Regions from separate parts of the Mus musculus genome. Here region 2 is linked to region 1. A link is a contact called in public Hi-C data. All regions are on one chromosome and are shown on one strand. Each heading gives the region's core, a stretch centred on a gene start, on an enhancer-like site or on the middle of the called end of the contact. The rest is flanking DNA. Distances are from core to core; before and after follow the strand shown. Region 1 overlaps Fam110b (family with sequence similarity 110, member B). Region 2 overlaps Fam110b (family with sequence similarity 110, member B).

Region 1 (5,299 bases), core at 1,249-3,748:
ACCTTTACCCAATAACACATCCGTAGACACCTTAACCTTTGACTTCTCATCCTCAGACTGTGAGAAATAAATTTCTGTTCATAAGCCACTCTGTTTAGGGTATTTTTATAAAATACTATCTACTATAGTAGCAGCCTCAGTGGCTTAATGATCGCCTCTTTGAAGAAAAAGAAATTCATATTGAACATTGTGTCACAGTGCATGGCTCCCCTTGCAGTTTGATGTGTAGCACAGAGAATTCTCAGCAGAGACCTTACTCTGCAGACAGGAGCCGAGTTCCTGGAAGCTGAAGCAGCACACATGGCAATAGCACTTGGGGCTCAGAGAGTGTTCAGTAGATTAGCCGCATCTCTGTAGAGACCTGGGAAGCCCACAGTGCTGGCTCCCGTTGTGGACTTGAAATAACCTCAGAACAAGCTTGGGGAAGAGGGGATCTCAGTTGAGGAATTGCCTACACTACATTGGCCTGAGAGGGTGTCTGTGGGACATTGTCTTGACTACAAAGTAACGTGGAAGGGCACATCCCACTGTGGGTGATGCCACCCTCAGGCAGGTGGTACTGGGCTGTATTTGAAACCTGGGTAAGCAAGCCATGGAAAGGCGGCCATTCCTTTAGTTCCTGTTTGGCCTTCCCTGGAGGATGAATTGTAACCTGCTGCAACCAGTTGTAGCCAAACAAACCCTTTCATTCCCCAAGTTGCTTTTGATGATAGTGCTTATCAAGCAACAAAAAAACTAGGACTATTTTTCTAGAACAGGATGCATTCTTTCCCAGGACGGAGACAGCCTCCCACCAGGAATGTACCCTGAGCCAAGGCCTCCAGACTGCAGCCTGGAGGGCAGGGCAGGGCAGGCTCCTCAGATGGTTTTCCTCATGAATGGGCACTCACTGGAAACTGAGACCCCTTTGGATCCCTCAGCTCCCCCATCCCCATTTCTGCCCTTCCCAGGTCTTTTCTGCATTCTTGGGGTATCCCATCCTTCTTTCCACCTTGGACATCTTTCCCTTTCTTGTCTTCCTGCCTCTGCTGTACTCACATCCGAGTCAGCTGAGATACCATCCAGTTGCACTTCTGGCTGCTCAAAGCCCTGGACTGTGCTTCAAACAAAGTAGCAAGTACTTGACTGCTCTTCCCTGGCTTGGGCCCTGCATCTGCAGCCCTCTTTCTGACAACCTCTGCCTCCACACTTGGCTTTCCTTCGTCTGAGGCTCGTTTTTGCTTCCTTTCTGGTTTATGCTCCTTGATCATTCTATAAGCCTCCCGTTATAATGTCTCTGCTCTAATTTTCTTTGACCTTCAGTGTTCTGATAAAAAGAACAAAGGAAGCAATCGTGTCTTCATGATGCTTGAGTAGCCTGAACGCAGAGGCATAAAATACGTTTTAGCTGGGCAATAAACAGAGAATGTCAGTCATGGTGGATCCAGCTGAGTCGGCTGGCTGGCTGTTTCAGACTTAACTCTCTGCTGTTGTGTGGGTGGGACTTATCACAGGTCAGGGCGAGCACTTGCTCCTGAGCTGAAGGAGTCTGCAGTTGGGAATGAGGAACAGTGTCCTGGAGCAGTTGTGGAGCAGGGAAGATGGTCTGAATGACTAATATGCGGAAGGAGCTTGCCATTGGGATAGAGGAAGTACATCCCGAGAGATTACGGAGGGTGGAAGATGAGGTGCTGTGGAGGTGAATGCCTTCATCTTTCCCGGAAGCACCTTCAGCTCACATTTGTACTGCATGCTATGGGAGGTCACTGGCCCCCTGCTCGCCAGGCATGGAAAATGTTGCTTTTCTGAACTGAAGTGTCTGTTAAGTGTGAAAATACACCCAGGTTTGAAGATATGAAACAATTTGAAAAAAGGCAAAAGAGTACTGTACTAGCTAGTTTTGTGTCAACTTGACACAGGCTGGAGTTATCACAGAGAAAGGAGCTTCAGTTGAGGAAATGACTCCATGAGATCCAACTGTAAGGCATTTTCTCAATTAGTGATCAAGGGGGAAGGGCCCTCTGTGGCTGGTGCCATCCCAGGGCTGGGAGTCCTAGATTCTATAAGAAAGCAAGCTGAGCCAGCCTGAGGAAGCAAGCCAGTAAGTAACATCCCTCCATGGCCTCTGCATCAGCTCCTGCTTTCTGACCTTTTTGAGTTCCAGTTCTGACATCATTTGGTGAGGAACAGCAGTGTGAAAGTGTAAGCTGAATAAACCCTTTCCTCCCCAGCTTTCTTCTTGGTCATGATGTTTGTGCAGGCATAGAAACCCTGACTAAGACAAGTACCTATCACTTTTTATACAAATTATTTGCTGTAATCATAATTTTTCTCTATTTCTTAGCCTAAAGCCATAATACTGTCCATCCCTTGTTTCTCTTGTACTCCTTATTGCTAAAGGAAAACCCAAGACAGCATGTGCTTCACCTCTGTGGCCTGCTGTTTCTCCTGAGTCCTGCCATGCAAGATTCTGCAATTCCTTGACTCCGTGTTCTTGGCAGCGCTCTGCTCAGCAGATGGCCCTGGATGAGCAGAAGGCAGAGTAGTAGTAACTGCCGGCGGAATGGTCTCCCTAAGCACAGACCACGCCAAGCTGGTTTCATGTCTCTCTTGTTCCATCAGGTTACCAGGTTAGGTCGGAAGGGCCCCATAGATATGCATTTGCATTTCTCCAATTCTCTGGACTTTCTCAGGGTTATTGTCATACATTCAATGCCCTCCACCCTCTGCAAATACACATTTTCTAAAATCTGAACATTTTAGAAATCTGTTCTTTCAAACAGTTTGAGATTTTGAAGCACCCTGGTCCCTGAGATGCTCTTAGTCAAGTTGTACAAATATTCCAAATCTGAAAAACAAACAAACAAACAAACAAACAAAAACCTAGAAGCATCTGAGAGATTCCTACGGAAGTTAGGACCCATGAATCCCAATCATGGGTCTCCAGCTGTTGTGCTGCTTAGATGACAGGCATTGTACAGAGATACGACAGGTTTCAAGTTGTTGGGACATGACAGTGGTCTGTGGATACATGTGCTGGGTAGTATCTTACCTGTTCTTGTGTCTGATGGCTCATGCAGTGGAGCTTGCTGTAATAGAGTGGCTCTCAGAGGCCCTGACTTTTGGTCTACCTGGACTGTGCCCTCCTTTAATTTGGTTTAGGCCACTCTGTATTTTGAAGGCCTCCACACTGGAGATGTTATAGGACATGCCTTCCTACAGGCTATGTTTGGAATTAGTGTTCTGTCTTTAGGTATGAGGCTGTACTTACAGAAGGGATTTCTTCTGCTAACATTCTTGCTGTTATATTGTCTTTGCCCTGTGTAGGTAAAAGAATATCATATCAGGATGTGCCAAAAGTACTGCAGTAGCAGAATGGTGTGTGTGAGAGAATGAGAGAGAGAGAGAGAGAGAGAGAACGAACTGTCCTTAGGCTCCCATGCCAGGTTATGGTACATATTGGGTACTATCTCTCCCTCCTTGGGAACTGCTCCAGCCTGGCACTTCCTAGGTTGCATCAATAATAATAAGCTATATCAGAAAGGCCTTTCTAGGTGATAGAATGAGTGAAACCTAAGTCCTCTAAATTATTGAACCAGAATCCAGGAAGGAGAGTGGTAGGAAGGCAGATTACAGCCTAATATGAGGTTGGAGGAGTCTCAGTCCAGACTGAGCCAGTGTGCAAAGGGGACTGGGTTGGTTGAAGTTTGAGCCCCCGGTGTAGTAGACAGTCATCTTTCTGCCCTGCATTCCTAGACAGACACTGTAGCATCTTGGTACCTCTTGGCTTTGTCCGTTCCCTACAGAGACTGCTTTGTTTCTCACACATCTTTTCTTCTTCTCTCTGTGGGATGATTTCATCAGGCCTTGGAGGCTCTGTGCCTATTCCATGGTAGAGTTAATGGAGGAGTCTATTCAGAGCCCTTTCAGGGGCTCATTGTTGTGAAATAAGGTCACTTCTCTCTTTAACACCACTGAAAACTGATAAACACTTAGAAGCACAGCACCGGAGGGGTGACGCTGCTACCTTCAGTTCTGGGACACCTCTTCCTGTCGTGTGACTGGGACTAGACCACGGGCCTCCTGTGAGTGAGGATTAACCTACTGTGCATTAAGGTCCTGGTGCACTTGGGAAGTGTCACGGTTTTATCTTCTGTTCTCCATTTTGGAAGAGGCTCAAACAAAACTGACACTATCAGAGCTAACGTGGCAGGCCAGATTACCAGTTCTCTGTGCAAAGGGTGTTCAAGGTGACCTTCCCTGTGGTCTGAGGTGTCAGTTCTTAAAACCCCAGGCTTTTGTGTAGTGACCTCCTTTCTAGACTAGGGTTGTGGGATTTCAGGGGATCTTCTCTAGTATACAGGTTACTCGGAAGCCTTGAGCAGACAAGTGCTTTGCATTGAAGTTCAGTGTCACCCGGAGCTTAACTCAAACACAGACTTGCCCATCTGTCCCAGTTTTTGACTCTTGGGGTTTCCCATATCTTTGCTGGTGATTCTAAACAGCCCGATGAAATTTTGACTTTGAGGTGCCAGTGTTGAAACTGGGACAACAGGTGCATTCAGTTGGGATTGTCAGGTGGGAAGGGAGGGGTCTGGATGTGGTTGGCCTGATGAAAACCTTGCAGAGGATGTGTGGGATAGGAAGAGCCCCTGCCAGGACTGGAGCCTTCTCAAAGGGAATCTCCAATGCAGCCTTCCTATTCTTTAGTATCATGCATTCATACATGCATGCATTTGTGTATATATGTATGCATGCATATGGTATTTTTTTTTTTTTTTGAGACAGAGCCTTGCTCAGTAGTCCAGGCTTGACTGAAATTTTCTGTTTAGCACAAGCTGACCTCTAAGTTGAGATCCTCTTGCCTCTGCTTCCTCAGTGCTGAGATGACAGCCTGAATCACCACCATGGGTATAGATGATCCTTTGTCTTTAATAGAATCATTCTTACATACTTTCTTTGGACATGCCTTTATTCTCAGTTAGAATCCTGTGTCAGTCAGGGCTTGCTTTGGGGGATGCCATTTGATAAGCATGGTAGAGACCCAGAAGTAAACCACTTATCTTCAGTTTCATTTTAAAAGAAAATATATTGTACAGTGTTTGCTACTTTAATAAAGTACTTTTAAATGTAGCCAAAATTATCCAATGAAAATCTAGTCCTTTTCTTAGGATTTTAATAGTTGGCAGGGTGCTATTTTTATTTTCAGAAAGCTTAGCTGGTTTTTACTTTAAGATAGATCTGTTAAATTTAAATGCTTGAAATACTTTTTCTTATTCCAATAAAAATTGATTTAGATGCTATTAAGTTAATTAAATAT
Region 2 (5,299 bases), core at 1,476-3,975, 120 kb after region 1:
GTTCCTACATCTAGATCAAGCCCCTTCCGCTGGGGCACAGAGCACTTCCATTGTGACTTCAGACATTTAAAGTTGGTAGTACCTGCTTTAGAAACCCAACCTCCTTATCCAGTGGCTTAACTTACTTTTTTTGACTATATGATGATACAAAAGAGATACACACACAATGCTCTCTGAACATGGAGTGTTGATCTCCCAAGGACTAGCAGAGTGGCATACAGTCCTTTCCTATGGTTCTGGGTGACAAGAAGCAAGCCAGAGCTCACAGTGCTTCTCTGGGTCCCAGTGGGAAGCAGCTGGCACGCAGCTTCAGAGAATAGCTAAGCAAGAAGGCTCAGTGTGGAATGTGGATTGATGCCTTTCCCCCTTGTGGTGTTTTCAGTTTCCAATGGCTTTATCAGGATGCAGTCCCATTGTGTGATGAGGGGATCACTGCTAAGGGGATGGACGGTAAAACCCTGTGTTGGGAGAAGCAGACATTTTTAGTAGACAACTTTTAAAGAGCATTATACAGCATTATACAGCAAATGCCTGATGTATTCATGAAGAACTGGGTCCTTCTTCCTAAAGAAAATGCTGCCTTATTTTTCCTCCTTCAAGTTTAAATGTTTCCCAGATTCTTACAATACAAATTGTAATATTTATTTCAGAGTAACTTTTATTTTTTTACCCAAAGGCTGTACAGTAGGAATTAGAAATTTCTTGCAGAAGTATTTTGCTTATCTGTGTTATAGCAGTAATCATTTTTTATGTTATGAGCCTTGGGGTACAAAGCTACTGTGAGGTACACAAATAATGTGAAAGGAAAACGCAAAATGATATGCAAAATGTAGAAAAATAAGATAAATGTTGGAGAGAGAACTGGACAAAACTTGCCAGATCCAAGCAGTCCTGAGCCTTGCTCTGGGGTCTTTGTGTGCCATGAAACCACACTTTTCCTGAAAGGGGACCTGGCCACCTCTGCAGATGGCCTTAGGAGCCCTGCCCTTCCTCTCCAGTTCCTGGGGCAAGTATTCACCAAATTGCTGCTGCAGACAACTATTCTTGGCTCAGGTAATGGGGCAGGCAGCTCACTTTCTAACTAAGGGACTGGACTGATCTGTCACAGAGGGCAGAGGCCCTGGACTTTTATTCTGCACAGACTCACACAATGGTAGAGGTAAAGGCAGAGCTAAGGGAAGAGAACAAAACCATTTGACAGTGGCCCCATTCTGTGTTTGATTCAGGATGGCTGTGCTAATGCAGGCTTTGCGTTACTATTCATTAGGAACTCTGATAACTTTACACTTTAGTTAAGGATTTTTGTTATTGCATTTCCACAGGACCTTAGGCACCAGCTACACATAGCATCTATTTCTATTCTCCCAGATAAAGGGCAGATCCCCTGAATAAAGGCTGCTGGCCTCATAACCATGTATTCCTTGCTTATACTAAGGAAGAACAATGAGCCAGAAATGTGACTTTGTTTGTGATTCTGTTTTGTTTCATTTGCTTGTTCATTTAAAGGTGGACACTCTTAACGGTGATTCACTTCATGTGAAAGTGACACATGTGTGCATGTTCTGTAAAGGACCTTGGCGAAGGACAGAGCAGTAGAACCCAGCATGCTCTGAGCTCCATCCTGCTTTTTTCCTCCTGCCTGTATTGGACTGGATTTTATCTTTAATAATGGCTCCATTTGTTGCTTTGGCCCAGTTTGCTCACATAACTGTTTGCTTTGAAATTTGAAAACACGTATTTTCTTTGAACCTCAAGTTAAAAAAAAAAAAAAAAAAATGAGGGCATCCAGGTGACCGGTTAGGCAGAAACTGCAGGCAATCCAGTTTCACAGAACTACTACAAATAGTTCTAATTCTACCATGTGAGAGTTGATGGAATAATTTTTTAAAGATTATTATTATTATTATTATTATTATTATTATCTTGAAACAGAATGATGGTGATTATCAGTGCCAAGTTCTGAACAGAAGGCTCAGCAGTTAATGCAAAGCCTGCATTGGCTGAATGAGTGTGGGGTCTGGTCACACTGAGCACTTGAGCTATCACGTAATAGAATTGGAGCAGCAGCCTGTGAGCTGGCCACATCATGCTAAGTAGTATTGCCTTGAGAAGCTCAGGGACTGACGGGTGCTCACATTCCCACAGCAGCAAGTAGTCAGGCCAGGCCGACTAGTGAGTACCTCATGTCTGTGAGTACAAGATCCAAGCACTGCAACCATAGGTGGTTCTCAGAAGCCAGATGCAAACATCAAGGCAAAGGGGAGTCGGGGTGGGGTGGGCGGCTCATGGTGTTTCCTGGCCTCGATCCCTGAAGGTAAAATGAAAGATGTATTCTTTTTCCCAAGTTCCTTGAATTCTCCTTTGTCCCCCTGACTAGTATCTCAGATGTGACACATGCCTTTGCAGTCCCTAAATAATTTAGAGTCCTCATCTCAGTTTCAGGCAGAAAGGTCTTACCTTCCCATCACAAAGAGAGCTCCGCTCTCATGGCTAGGTACAGTGAGCTGCTGCTTCTCCCAGCTCTATCTTGAATTGCTAAGAGCCTCTGGGAAAAGGGAGACTTGGGTAAAATTCTTCTCCCTCTTCCCTCCTTGAATCTCTTTGCCATTCGTCATTAGGTGTCACCTCTGACATCCAGAGCAAGCCCTGTGGAGACATGTGATGTGCACCAAAGAAAATGTGTTTATAAGGGAAGACAACATGGGCTCTCAGGGCTCTTGCTGCTGGCATCTGCTGTTCCTGCTCATGCCACATTTCAGAGGGTTCTGGCTTGCCAAATGGAAGCAGCAGCTGGGTCTTCACCCTGACTAACGGGTGCTCACTGCTTCCTTGCTTCTTCATTTGGGGTTTCAGGCAGTCTCCCTGCAGGCTTCTGATAGACAGTTGCATCTCTCCCCTAGTCCACAGCAACCTTTCCCCTGAGCTCCATCCTGCTTTTTTCCTCCTGCCTGCATTGGACTGGATTTCATCTTTGTACTTGTGCAAGGGCAGCTACTTCCTCTTGCTCTTTGTTGTGTTGGTTTTAGAGTCTAGCACTTTGACTGCCCACATTCTAGTTGCAAGTTAATTCCCAGGCTTCTGAGCCCCAAAGGAGCTGTGTCAGGCTCCCTGTGTGGCCCTTCTGTTGCACACCCAAGCTCTGAGCACAGCTCTCCTCTTACTGTTCTCCTGAGGCATTCTCCTCAGCCCCACCTTCGATCCACGAATCCTGCTTTCTTTCCTTGCCTGATGTCATGGGAGAACACTGTGGGTAGCAAACTCCCTCCGGAATAGCTCAGTTCGGAACACCACAGAAGCAGCAGCAATAAGGTAGTCCATTATTTCAGCAGTTTGGTACCAGAAACCTGTAAGATTCCTGCTGTTTGGTGGGGACAGGGTGAGGGAATAAATATTTGACTGTGTGTAATGAGATATCTTGGGGATAAGATCTACTCAAAACAAGAGATTCACTTATGTTTTGTGTATGCTTTATACGCACAGCCTGAAGGGAATGTTGTGCAGTACTTTGAATGCCCCTGCTTGTTAACCATAGCTAATCACATTTCAGGTGTGTGTTTCCCACATGTAGCATCATGTCACCACTTAGGAAAAGTAAGGGGCATTTCAGGCTTTCAGACAAGGCGTGTTCCCTGTATATAAACTCCACATCTAAATAATTTTCCCAAACTGAGCAGAACCATCGGGTAGGTTTGATGGTATATCTTTGTGGCCATCAGCTGACCATGCATGATCCACCAGAGTAGATATCCCATTCTCTGACCCATATTTATTCAAATATTGACAGGTGAGCACTACCCTCCCTGGCATCTACATACTAGCCCCAACATTAGCTTCCCATATTCTGGTTGTAAAAAAAAAAAAAAATGCATGTGTCAAAACCAGCCAGATATGAGGAATTACATAAAACTAAAGCATGAGAAAATGATTTGCCTATGTTATGAAAAGTTAAAATATGTAACTAAAACAAAATAGAAATCTAAGGCCAGAGAATTGAGGGGAGGGGGGAGGGCATAGTACATCTGTAGACATCCACATGCTGTATGTACATGTGTGTGCAAGTTTTCACGTGCGTGTTTATAGAGGCTAATCATTGACTTCTCTGGGCTAGCTGATCAAGAAGCTCTAGAGACTCTTTCCCCACTCGAGTGCTGAGGATAATGATGGCTCCAGAATCCTGGCTGTTTTGTTTTTACCAATGTTCTCTAGATCGAACAACTGCATGTCCTTATGCTTACTGACTGAGCTATCTCCCTAGAGAATTACTGTGGTTGAAAAGTTGACTATAATCAACTAAAAATAACACGTATCGAAATTGTAGTGGTTTGTATATGCTTCCCCCAGGGAGTGGCACTATTAGGAGGTGTGGCCTTGTTGAAGTACCTGTGTCACTGTGGGCATGGACTAAGACACTCATTCCTAGCTACCTGGAAGCTAGTATTCTGATAGCAGCCTTCAGATGAAAATGTAGATCTCTCAGCTCCTCCTACACCTTGCCTGCCTGGATGCCTCCATTCTCCTACCTTGATGATGATGGGCTGAATCTCTGAACCTGTAAACCAGCCCCAATTAAATGTTGTCCTTATAAGAGTTGCCTTGTTCATGGTGTCTGTTCACAACAGTAAACTAAGACAGTCATCATCGTGAAAAAATAAAATAAAATAAAATAAAATGGCTGTTATCAAAGGTTTCAATGGTGTTAAAAGAAGGTGATTTTTATTTATAGCCTGAAGCAGATTGCTAATGGCAACACTTAGAGAGAGGGGATGGGGGTAATTGAAATTCATCTGCCAAACTCTAGATGGCAAGGGATTTTACTGTAGAGAGAAGGGAAGAAACACATCATCACTAATGGAAAGGATGCTGGTCCTGAAGAGGTTCAAGTTTTGACTTGATTTTTCCTCATGGTTGGAAACATTTCCCTTCTGTCCAGTTTACAGTGTCACATTCAGTCTCTTCTGGTGCATCCATACCTTTCATCCTGTTACAGTGGCACATTCGGTCTCTTCTGGTGCATCCATACCTTTCATCCTGTTACAGTGTCACATTCAGTCTCTTCTGGTGCATCCATACCTTTCATCCTGTTACAGTGAACACATTCGGTCTCTCCTGGTGCATCCATACCTTTCATCCTGTTACAGTGGCACATTCAGTCTTTTCTGGTGCACAGGTACCTTTCAGTCCCATTTTTGCTTTTCCTTCTGATCTTCACCTTCACATTTGTTTCTTTTGTTCTTTCTTTTCTCTTTCTTGCCCCCACCCCCAGAGTCCCCAGGTATTCATGCATCAAAGGCCAACCTTG

Evidence for each region. A called contact is a pair of places that touch in the nucleus more often than the background predicts.
Region 2: a Hi-C map of cerebellum shows a contact between it and region 1, with 1.5 times the contacts expected there. The contact joins two enhancer-like sites. A contact is called at or near these places in 7 of 484 Hi-C or Micro-C datasets (the HL-1 cell line, cerebellum, cumulus cells and 4 more), 1 of 115 datasets of contacts at active chromatin or transcription factors (stem cell-derived neural progenitor cells) and 2 of 9 other capture datasets (adipose tissue and pancreatic islet).

Annotation. Positions count from the first base shown.
Region 1 is chr4:5,661,898-5,667,196 of GRCm38.p6, forward strand. The region is part of intron 1 of Fam110b (family with sequence similarity 110, member B); the gene reads left to right. Among named protein-coding and RNA genes, the nearest start is that of Fam110b, 20 kb to the left of the region's middle. Within about 2 kb of position 2,499, at least 17 of the 459 cell types and tissues checked have an H3K27ac peak or open chromatin away from gene starts, as enhancers often do. A contact at or near this core is called in cerebellum, where this site is marked.
Region 2 is chr4:5,785,551-5,790,849 of GRCm38.p6, forward strand. The region is part of intron 2 of Fam110b (family with sequence similarity 110, member B); the gene reads left to right. Among named protein-coding and RNA genes, the nearest start is that of Gm24337, 100 kb to the left of the region's middle. Within about 2 kb of position 2,726, at least 29 of the 459 cell types and tissues checked have an H3K27ac peak or open chromatin away from gene starts, as enhancers often do. A contact at or near this core is called in cerebellum, where this site is marked.